Linked DNA regions of Gossypium hirsutum: all the other regions are linked to region 2. Evidence: chromatin contacts called from public Hi-C data. All regions are on one chromosome and are shown on one strand. The core of a region is the stretch at or near the end of the contact, and the rest is flanking DNA. Distances in the headings are between cores, read along the strand shown.

The links. A called contact is a pair of places that touch in the nucleus more often than the background predicts.
Region 1: a Hi-C map of leaf shows a contact between it and region 2, with 2.3 times the contacts expected there. The contact joins the promoter of LOC107896986 here to the promoter of LOC107915116 in region 2. A contact is called at or near these places in 3 of 34 Hi-C or Micro-C datasets (all in leaf).
Region 3: a contact with region 2 is called in a Hi-C map of leaf, with 1.9 times the contacts expected there. The contact joins the promoter of LOC107896984 here to the promoter of LOC107915116 in region 2. A contact is called at or near these places in 2 of 34 Hi-C or Micro-C datasets (both in leaf).

Annotation. Positions count from the first base shown.
Region 1 is chrA10:71,762,023-71,765,779 of Gossypium_hirsutum_v2.1, reverse strand. It overlaps LOC107896986 (adenosylhomocysteinase), which reads left to right and starts at 2,421. Exons shown (of 2, transcript XM_016822311.2): 1 at 2,421-3,274; 2 at 3,558-3,757. The coding sequence starts at 2,564.
Region 2 is chrA10:72,044,784-72,049,110 of Gossypium_hirsutum_v2.1, reverse strand. LOC107915116 (methylenetetrahydrofolate reductase 2) reads left to right here and starts at 2,822. Exons shown (of 12, transcript XM_016844257.2): 1 at 2,822-3,070; 2 at 3,479-3,920; 3 at 3,997-4,057; 4 at 4,138-4,220; 5 at 4,317-4,327. The coding sequence starts at 3,522. It also overlaps the pseudogene LOC107915114.
Region 3 is chrA10:71,668,126-71,671,916 of Gossypium_hirsutum_v2.1, reverse strand. It overlaps LOC107896984 (receptor-like protein 7), which reads left to right and starts at 1,477. Exons shown (of 2, transcript XM_016822309.2): 1 at 1,477-3,791. The coding sequence starts at 1,477.

The DNA of each region.
Region 1 (3,757 bases), core at 1,172-3,671, 280 kb after region 2:
AGCTTGTTCCTAAGACGATTTACTATTCGTGTCCTCCCCAAAACATAGACATTTCAACTTAGTATTTTCATTGCTCCCGGCTGCCCTACATCACAAAGCCAGCCAGTCTCCCTTGACCTTCCTTCAAAAACCCCAAATCAACATTAACAGAAACATTGGATGTCCCTCCTATTGTACGTTGCCTTTTCTTACCATCAATAACCATAACCAGATTATCTTTAGCTTCAGATTCCAACTCCATAGCCCTTGTATCACTATTCCTTTGGGTATTGTTATTAATTATGAAGGTTTGCAAATTGGATGGACCAAACCCTTCACCTTTTGAAAAGAATAACTGCTTGTATAGATCTTGTCCTGACCATTAATGACCCATTCCTTCCCCTTTTCGAAACTTTGGTCTACATATTTATATCTATCTCCATCAACCATTGGCTCACCACGTTCGATCCTCTTTTTGGTTGGGCTCTTAACAAGATATCTCAACCAAAAGTGATTCTTAACGAATCCATTGTCACCCTTAACGTATAGAAACTCTCATCATGCCTAAGCTTCCCGCAAATAAAGTAGAACAAACTAAGCTTCTCATACTGAAAACGTGCATACCTAACTCAATTTCCCCCCAAAGCAATCTTCTTCCTTCTCTTTAGTGGTAATCGAACATCCAATCTGACACGAATATGCATAAACCTTTTCATACTTGAAATAGCTAGCTTTGCATCATACTCTAGAAAACCCAAGGAAAGACCCAAACTGCCTCGCCATAGATTCTGACATAAGGTCTGGAGGTAAATCATGAATTTGAATCCAAATTTTGTAAAAATTAGTAGAACCATTAGTGGGTTCTCATCCCCCTAGATCTCGTGAAGGAGCAGAAGATAGTTATTAAAGAACCATGGTGATCTATCCAAAGCCCTATCCATGTCCACCTTATAGAAAAATTGAAATAAACATCTTTTGTTTCCAATATCCGTGATAGAGATGCCCCTTATAGGATGCCATACATCAGCCATAGTATTTCTCATTGAGGGAAAATGCACTACAGTTGCAATCAAATAACTGCCGACCAAACACAGATTGTAATCCTCCACCAACGCCGATCCATCTTTCTGAACCTGGAAAGTATCCTCTTCTTTGTCTAACATACTTAAATTACTTAGTTCCTCTTCCATTAAATCCCACCAAAACAAAGAAACCTTGCTATGACAGCAGACTAAAATCATGCCAAAAAAAGGCAGACCACCACATGCCAGACGACAGACTAACTCCTAAGAAGGTGCAAACTCCAAGGCGTCGCAAAACACATTACAATCTTACGAGGAGAATACATGTTAGAATTTCGGAGACTACTTTGTTAAAGGAGACAACTACGAACTCCAAACAAGAACTATAAAATAGATATAAAAATGATAAATATATTCAAAGAATTTTACCTACTTTAAAAATATTCATATAAATAATATTTAAAAAAAACTTTTAGTTTTAGAAAAGGATAAAAATAAAATTAATATTTTATAACATAAAATTAAGATCATAAGCTTTAATTATAATATTAAAGATAATTTGTAACATAAAATTAAGTTAGCTGTGCAAACATATTAAGTTACAAATAAAATTTTGTAAAAAGGATATATATAAAATGCGATTTAATTTTTAGATGAATTGATACAAGTTTGATGATTATTTTGTCAAATTAAAATTTTATAATTTTATGAGAATCATTCTAATATTTTCACTTAATATTATTGTTTAATAACCCAAAGAAAAAATAATAGAATCTTGATTAGAACTAAACAAACATTGTGAGTTGCATTCTCACGCTTTCTAATATTTTATATGATTGTATTAAAAAGTAATTTTATGGATACAATATTAAATATAGAAGATAAATAACAGTGTTTGAATATGTTTGATCATCATTCAACAATTCAAGTGGGAAGATTAATATAAAGAAGAATTGATTAGTTAAGATTTGTATGATTCCATTTCACCTAATTATTAAGATTTTTTAAAGTTGTAAACCAAATTAGCTATTAAATTAAGGATTTATCCAAAAAGTTGATTTTTAATGCTGCTTCTTTATTTCTTCTAAATGCTTACAAATTATAATTCATTAAAATGAAAATTTTCAAAACAACCTTATTTGTTTTAAGATTATTTTGCTTTTAGGAAATATAAAATAAAATGATTGATTTAAATTTACCTGCAATTATATTAATAATATAACTTATTCAATGAAAAATAAATAAAAAAATAGTTTTTTAATTTAATATTTGATTCTTAAATACTAAAATAAATTATATAATTAAATTTAAATAAAAATCTTAATTTTATTGTAATTTAGATTAAATTGTAATAATCGGATTATGGGAGAGTTTGAAGATGGAGATCTACCAACTCCGCCCCCACCCAATCTGCACCGTCGGATTTCACCACTCTAACCTATTTATAACATCCTTACATCGCCGTATATCCCTCGCCACTTCCCACTCTCTCAACGCTATCTTTTTGTTCCTTTTCCAAGGGAGAGTGTGATCTGTTCTTCTTCACTTCATTTCACTAACCCATGGCTCTTTCCGTCGAGAAAACCGCCGCCGGCCGCGAGTGCAAGGTCAAGGACATGTCTCAGGCTGACTTCGGTCGTCTCGAGATCGAGTTGGCCGAGGTCGAAATGCCCGGTCTCATGGCTTGCCGAGCCGAGTTCGGCCCTGCCCAACCTTTCAAGGGAGCCAAAATCACCGGTTCTCTTCACATGACCATCCAGACCGCTGTCCTCATCGAAACCCTCACCGCCCTCGGAGCTGAAGTCCGTTGGTGCTCTTGCAATATCTTCTCTACCCAAGACCATGCCGCCGCCGCCATTGCCCGTGACTCGGCAGCCGTGTTCGCCTGGAAAGGTGAGACCCTCCAGGAATACTGGTGGTGTACCGAGAGAGCCCTTGACTGGGGTCCCACCGGTGGACCTGATCTGATCGTGGATGATGGTGGCGATGCTACTCTGTTGATCCATGAAGGAGTTAAAGCCGAGGAGGTTTATGAGAAAACCGGGCAGCTCCCAGATCCGTCTTCCACCGACAATGCCGAGTTTCAGATTGTTTTGACGATAATTAGAGATGGGTTGAAGGCAGATCCCAAGAAGTATACAAGGATGAAGGAGAGATTAGTTGGTGTTTCTGAGGAAACTACAACCGGTGTTAAGAGGCTTTATCAGATGCAGGCCAATGGAACCTTGTTGTTCCCTGCTATTAATGTCAATGACTCTGTCACCAAGAGCAAGGTACATTTTTCCCTACTTTTTTGCTGCTTTACCTTTTGAACTTCTTATATGAAGGATATTGTCTTTTTCCAAGCAGATCTGATAAAAAATGATTTAGAAATAACATAACAATATACATATTTTTTAAAATTTCTTCAGATCTGATATTTGCTTGCTCTGTTTTTACTGTTAGTGGAGTTTAGATTTTAATTGCAATGCTGATTGTCTTTTTGTTCATTAATTCAATTGTGGTTTTTACTGTATTTTGGTCTAATTGTTGTTATGATTTGATCTTTTTGAACAGTTCGATAACTTGTATGGATGCCGTCACTCTCTTCCCGATGGGTTGATGAGAGCTACCGATGTCATGATTGCTGGTAAGGTCGCTGTTGTCTGTGGTTATGGTGATGTCGGCAAGGGTTGTGCTGCTGCCTTGAAGCAAGCCGGTGCTCGCGTCATTGTCACCGAGATTGATCCCATCTGTGCCCTTCAGGCTCTCATGGA
Region 2 (4,327 bases), core at 1,573-4,072:
TTAACCCTTTCTTTTTGAAGAAGGAATAAACATCTATGTAAAACTGTTTATTATGAATAAAAAAGTTATAAATTCAATCATAACCTTGAATTCTTAATTTAATGCAATGATGGCGTAAAATGTTGGCTCTCATATTGAACGACTGGGATTATTTTAATTTCTCTCCTGCTACTCGTGTTGGCCTTGACTGAACTTCTTTGCAGTGATCTTGTCTTTTTTTTTGTATGTGTGGTTGTGTGTGTATGCATTGTATCTTCATCCTGTTTCGCTGAATTTCATTGATCTTGTATGTTCTTTGTAGGTATATTATGGATATATTTGTGAGGTTGATTTACATGTTAAACCCATTCAGCTATAATCTAATAGGATTTGTTTTTGGGATTTGCAATGTGTTGTTTTGGTTTTCTTGCTACTAACATGACATATGTTTATGTTTGTTCTTCTTGTTGGTGGTGCTGTGAAAAAAAAAATGATACAGTAACATATTATGGCATTTTCTAGCAAACTTGGAAGCCTTCTGAGGTTAAATGGGCAAATCCCAGCTACATCCATGCTTAGCTCTATTCGCTGCATGTCCACATCAACCAAAAAGCTTTTTATTGGAGGTATTGACACATTGGATTCTTGGCTGAAGATTTGATGCAGATATAATTTATATTGTGTATTTGACTTGAATCTATGCTTCTTAGGCCTTTCATATGGAACTGATGATCAAACTCTCAAGGAAGCATTTTCGGGGTTTGGTGATGTGACAGAAGGTGAGTTGTATCACTAATGCTGATGATATTATGTTTTTGGTTTTTTTGTAAGTTTGACTATTGTAGTCTAGTATATAAATAGTAGCTTCATTTTCTTGTCAAGCAGATGAATGGGGTTCTTTTGTTCTATCTTTTCCCTCGGGCATGGGTTACTTGTAACAGCGCACAAAGTGTGACTAGGAATTTTAATGTGTTTCTTAGGTGTTTGCTGTTGTTCATTTATTGTGTGTTTTGGATGCATAACGCATAGTTTGGCATGTCTAGGCTCTATTCATACGTGTTGTCCATTCTCGAAATGCTTACTAGTTTATCTCTAGAGATTTCTCATGGCAGAAGTTGAATAATGATGACTGCTGGTGAGCATGTAGTATTGTGTTTTAATTGAAAACTATAACCAGGTTGCTTGTCTACTTGGTTAATGATTTGGCCAGTGAACTCTGCGTTTTTTTAATGTCGTTTATGAATGATGGTATCTATTACAGATTAATAACGCCTGCTTCTATTCACGTTCTCATTCTCTGATTTATGTTGGTCAGCTAAGATTATCATCGATAGAGACACAGGGAGGTCTAGGGGTTTCGGTTTTGTAAACTTTGCTGATGATGAATCTGCCAGCAATGCCTTGTCAGCCATGGATGGTCAGGTGAGGGAAAAAAGACATTGGTATATGGAACATGTTTCTGGTGAATCTGGTATTTGATTATTTTGTGGTACTGAAATTACAGGAACTCAATGGCCAAATATTCGAGTAAGTTATGCCAATGAAAGACCTAGTGGCGGCCCTCGAGCTTATGGTGGTAATGGTGGTTTCCGTGGTAGTGATAGTTTCGGTAGGGATGCTGGTTACTAGGTTCTCGCATCAAAATCTTTCCATAATCATGTTCCTAGAGCTAGTAGATTTGATGATACAGTTATTTATATTCGAATTATATGCTAAAAACTTATGCAACTAGTTTTCTCTAGTTAGAGGTTGATTAATTAATTGTGATTTTTTCCTTGAGTTATCAAGGTTTTTTTTAATTAATAACTTTTTATTTATAAAATCAATTAAATATTGCCAAAATATTTTTAGTAAATATAATTTTCATGTGTAATATTTTTTTTCAATCTATATCATGAGTGTAGTAAATTTTAGTATTATATATTTTTGTATTTGTATTTGAAATATTTCATAAATAAACATAGTGATGTTTGAAAAAATTATTTTATAATATTAGAAATTAACCTTCCCACATTATAGGAGGAAGAAACAAATATTTTTGATATATAAATATTATATGTATAAAAAATATATCAAAAAAATTAGTTGATGTTTTTTACAAAATAAAATATATTTAACATTTTGATAAAATATCAAATTTATAAAAAAAATACTTTTATTATACAATTGGTAATAATTATTTAATTTTATAAATAAAAAAATATTAATTTAAAAAATAAATTAAAATAAAAATTTGAAAATAATATTAATTAAAAATATTAAATAAAAAATTTAAAACGATATAAAATAAAAAATACAAATGTGAATCAAATCTAAAATCACTATTAATTAATTATTTAACCAAAAAAAAGCTTGAGGAAGAAAATATTAAAAACAAAATCACCAAAAGAAGTGATGTGTTAAAAAGTTAAAAATGCATTCTACAAAATACGTTTCAGTTCTCTCCACAAAATCAATCTATTTTCTTAAAAATGGTATTTATTTTTATTAAAATCGGCCATAAAAAGAGTAAGGAAAAAGGTCAAAAGCTGATTCAGTGTACGAACTAAAAAGAGGGATGAAACTAAAACAATAAAATAATAGTGAGTTTTGGTAAGAAAAGGAAAATACAACCGCCAATTTTGTGATTCATTTCAAGCTGACGCCACCAACATGTCGGCATCGCTGTTTGTGGTTGGTAAGCAATATATACGACAACCGTATTTGTATCTTATGGTCTAATTTCCTCTCACTCCCTCTACTTTTTTAAATTTAAAAAATTTAATCTCCCATTTAGAAATCAAAGTTGACTTGATAACACTTTAGTTAAATCTGAATTGATTATATATTTTCAAATTAAAGAGATTGGTTTTGCTAAATTAAAAAAAAGTGCAAAAGGGCAGGGGCATAAGAATTAAACCGTATGGTATTGACCTTTAATGGGTAAATACTGAATTGAGAGTGGGATAAGGCCATTGGGTTGTTGAGTGGGCAACAACGTCATTTCAAAAGACACCAACCCCCATCCGTTCCCTTCCTCTCTCAAATACAAATACTCCCATTGCAATGCCTCCACCTCCCATCTCTCTCTTAACCAACCACAAACCCATTTGTGAGTCTCTTTTTCCTATTTTTCTGGGATATTTTTGTGTTTCCATGAATTTGGGACAATGTACTACTACAAATGTTAGATTTGGACTTTCAGTCTTTGTTTAGTGCCTTGTTGATTCTTCACAATGTATTTCTTAACAGTAGCCGCTTAAATTTTAGCTCATCTGATCTATGACTTTTAGTTTATCATTCATGCTTTATCCTATACGATTTACTTAGAAAGGATTGATTTCAAGATTGCCCATTTTTATCTTCTTCTATGATGTTCAAATTGATCGTTTTTGCTCTGAACCATCGGTTATTCTTTTAGATTCAGATTCGGTCTTGGGTTTGTTTTGTTGCGACTTCCTGTTGTTCTTTTCTTGTTTTATCTCTCCAAACACCTCAGTTTCATATTGAATTCTTGCAGAAGTTGGTGTTGGTGACACCGAGAGTTCAAGATCCAATTAAAGATGAAGGTGATAGAGAAGATCCAATCTTTGCAAGAAGGGAAAGTGGTGTTTTCCTTTGAGTTCTTCCCTCCAAAGACTGAGGATGGAGTAGACAACCTATTCGAGAGAATGGATCGTATGGTTGCTCATAACCCGTCCTTCTGTGACATTACATGGGGTGCAGGTGGTTCCACTGCTGATCTCACCCTCGACATTGCTAACAAGATGCAGAATATCATCTGTGTGGAGACGATGATGCACCTCACTTGCACCAATATGCCCGTAGAGAAGATTGACCATGCTCTTCAGACCATCAAGTCCAACGGTATTCAGAATGTTCTCGCCCTCCGAGGTGATCCCCCTCACGGCCAGGATAAGTTTGTCCAGGTCGAAGGCGGCTTCTCCTGTGCCCTTGATCTGGTAAAGCCATTGCTCATTCTGCCCTGTTTTTATTTCTTAATGTACATATGTTACTAACTTTTAATTCCTATTCTAGGTGAAACATATCAGATCTAAATATGGTGACTACTTTGGCATCACAGTTGCCGGTTATCCAGGTGCTTTTCATAGACATATATACATATATAAGAGGCTTGTTCATGTGGCTTTTGATTAATAGTTTGCTTTCTTTGCTCAGAGGCACATCCCGATGCCATAGGAAATGACGGTGTAGCCACACCTGAAGCTTATCAGAATGAACTTGCCTACTTAAAGAGAAAGGTTTTACTCTTTAACTCATTGCTTGATTTGAAAATATTGTCTTAATTCTAATTTATATTGGTTAATTTTCATGCTAAAATCTTCTTTACTACATAGGTTGATGCAGG
Region 3 (3,791 bases), core at 228-2,727, 380 kb after region 2:
TATTTAGTCAATAAATTTTTAGATTTTATTTCTATGAAGTAAGAATGGGGCAAAAGGTTTGCAATAAGCAAAAGTATGCAGCATAGACTAAGACTTAGAAAATACAATCACATCATGAAAGAAAAAGGTATGTCCCCTTTTGATGACTTTTATATGGCATTGGGATAACACTTGCTTTTGTGCAAGGTTAACAAATTACATTAATGATTTGTAAAGAAATTGAGTTTTAAAGCCTAAAAATGATTACATTATTGCTAATATCATATTCTTTAAATTGAGTCCTGTGAATATTTATGAATGTAATGCTATTTTAATTTAACAGAAAAAAAGGTATTATCATGTTATTACACACTACGTTTTCTAAAACTCTTCTAATTTTATACCACGTTGTGAATAAACCATTGAACATTGCAAAAGAACTGCTAATGATACGATATATTGGTGGATGAACGATAAATTTAGAAATTGATTTTAAAACCTACTAAATAAAAATGATTATACACTATACTCTTTAAATTTAATAGATGTTGAATGGAAGCATTTTTGTTATATTTGTAAATTCAATTTAACGCAAAAGCTTTGAACTTTCAAATTTAGATTTATTCTTTTTGGTGAAATTAGAAAAAGAAAATTATGTTTGAATTCTAAAATAGACATTTGGAGAACTTTACTTGAATACTCATCCCGACTTAAACAGAACTATTCCCAAATTAATTTTTTTTATAATTTTTTATTATTTTCTCTTTTACTAAAAAATTATAATTTTTAAATATATAATGTAAAAAATAAAAATAGTAAAAAAAATTGTTAATAATCACACAAAAAAGTTAGTTGTTGGGGTTGAAAAGTTTAGGTTTGTATAAACCCCACACTTTGATAAGAAAATTTTATGTGATTCAAACCTTATAATTAGTCACATATCAGTCCACCATACTATGCACTAGTGGTTGAGGTTCAAAAGTCTTTGCCCATTTTATACATTCTAATTTTGATATCAACTTTAAAGAATGCACACCCTAAAAACTAATTGATGAGTTTGAGAACCACATCTTACAACAAATCTCAATATAAAATCTATATTTTTCTTAGTGTGAGTCAAATCAAGCATAAATCACCAAGCTAAGAAGCCTCCATCCAAATTTAATTTTATTTTATATTTTTACTACCAAATATGTAAATCCCATACCTTGCCATTAGCAACTAATAATTTTTATTTTAATATAACCATAAATATTAGTGTTATAATTTTGTTTATTAATTAATGATGCAACTAATAAGATTCTTATTTTTGACGACTAAACTGTGGGGCAGAATATTGAAAACTTACTTGCATCATTCTTAAAGTTAAACAAAAATGCTTCACTTAATTTGAAATCAACATCCTTAGATGAAGCTTAATAGTATGTAATGTGAAGTTGTTTTCTATAAATGTGGTGCATATCAAATTCCGAATCTCCACACAATCTAAGACCAAACATGGAGAATCTTGGTATCCTAATGTCACTGTTTTTCCTCTTCTCCTTCTCCACTTCCCTTCACCCATCTTCTCATTCTAATCTCCAAAACCACTGCCTTGATGACCAGAGGTCTACTTTGCTACAATTGCAGCATCATCTCTACTATGCCCCAAACTTCACTTTCTCTTCCAAACTTGACCTCTGGGATCCCAATACCCGTTGTTGCTCTTGGAAAGGAGTTACATGTGATGCTCTTGGTCATGTCATTGGGATTGATCTCAGTTACCAAAACCTTTCAGGCAGCTTTCACTCCATTTTCAATCTCCATCATCTCCAACGCCTTAATCTTGCTGGAAACAATTTTAATACCACTTTGTTTCAGTATGGGTTTGGAAAACTCCCAAATTTAACTCATCTCAACCTCTCGGCCTCATGTTTTCATGACCAAATTCCGGTAGGGATTTTATACTTAACAAGGTTAGTCTCTCTTAACCTATCTTATCAAGATGATTGCTATTGGAGAAATGATCAAAGTTTTGCTTCATTTGACCCTACTTTGAAACTAGAGAAACCAAACTTCAAGACATTCATAAAGAACATGAGGTCTCTCAGAGAGTTGTATTTGGATGGAGTGAATATTTCAAGTCAAAGTAGTGAATGGTGTGAAACCACATCGTTGTCACTTCCCAAGCTGAGTGTTTTAAGCATGTCAGGCTGTGGTTTGACCGGTCCATTTTGTTCATCACTCTTAAACCTTCGTTATCTTTCTAAACTTAACCTTGATTCTAACCCAATCTCTTATTTGCCTCCCAAGTTCTCGAAAATTTCCTCTCCATTGGTTTCTCTTCGTTTAGTAGATTGCAATTTGAGTGGGCATTTTCCAGCAGAATTTTTCTTATTGCCCAAAATGCAAAGAATTGATATTTCAGACAACTCTCGTCTCATGGGCCAATTGCCAGAATTTCCAATTAACAACACTTTAGAGGTGTTGTCATTGCAATATACTAATTTTTCTGGATCCATTCCAGCATCAATTGCAAATCTCAGTAACCTTGTGGAATTGGATCTAAGTGATAACAATTTCAATGGTTCAATCCCTCCATTTCATAGATCTGGAGTTCCAAATCTTGCATCTCTTGATTTGTCATGGAACCACCTTTCTGGATCAATACCTTCTTCCTTATTTACTCTTTCAACATTGCAAACCCTCTCTCTTGGATACAACAGCTTTAGTGATTGCCAATTAAAGCTTGACATGTTTCTCCAACTCAGCAACTTAACGCGTCTCGACCTATCCAACATCAGCTTGTTAATTGGAAGCAACAACAAAATCCGTACTTTACCCCAATTAGAGTCTCTATACCTAAGGTCATGCAACCTTACTGAATTTCCTGAATTCATCAAAAGCCAAAACAAGTTGACTGACCTAGATCTTTCTAACAACCGAATCCACGGTCTTGTTCCAAATTGGTTGTGGAAGAGCACACTTATATCGGTAGGCCTTTCTTCCAATGCGATTGACATTCCAAATCAGTTTCCTTTTGATGATGCAAATTCCTCCTTTCCAATGCTGAGATTTTTGTTGTTGGCATCTTGTAATATAAGTACGTTTCCAGCATTTCTAAAGAGTCAAGAGAGCTTAGAAGAACTTGACCTTTCAAATAACCAAATAAGCGGGGCAGTACCAAATTGGTTGTGGAAGAGCACACTTATATCGGTAGACCTTTCTTCCAATGCGATTGACATTCCGAATCAGTTTCCTTTTGATGATGCAAATTCCTCCTTTCCAATGCTGATTTCGTTGCGTTTCAGATCCTGTAATATAAGTACGTTTCCAGCATTTCTAAAGAGTCAAGAGAGCTTAGAAGAACTTGACCTTTCAAACAACCAAATAAGCGGGGCCGTACCAAATTGGGTGTGGAAGAAAAGTTTGCAATATTTGGATCTTTCCAACAATTCTCTAACATCTTTGGACCAATTTTCATCCAATCAAGACTCTTTACAAATACCTATTTGTAATTTGAGTCATCTATGGAGGTTTGATGCATCCTTCAACGAATTGAGTGGCTCAATCCCAAGTTGCTTAGGCAATATCAGTAGTCTTGAGTATTTAGATCTACAGCAAAATAGTTTCAGTGGTAGCATACCAGATTTTGGAGGAGCAACCCAACTGTCCACTCTTGAACTCAATGACAATAAATTGGAAGGGAAGTTGCCGAGGTCATTAGCCAATTGCACAATGCTCTATGTTTTAAACCTCGAAAACAATACTCTGCACGACACATTCCCTTTGTGGTTGGGAAAATTGCCTGTCTTGACGGTTCTTATACTGCG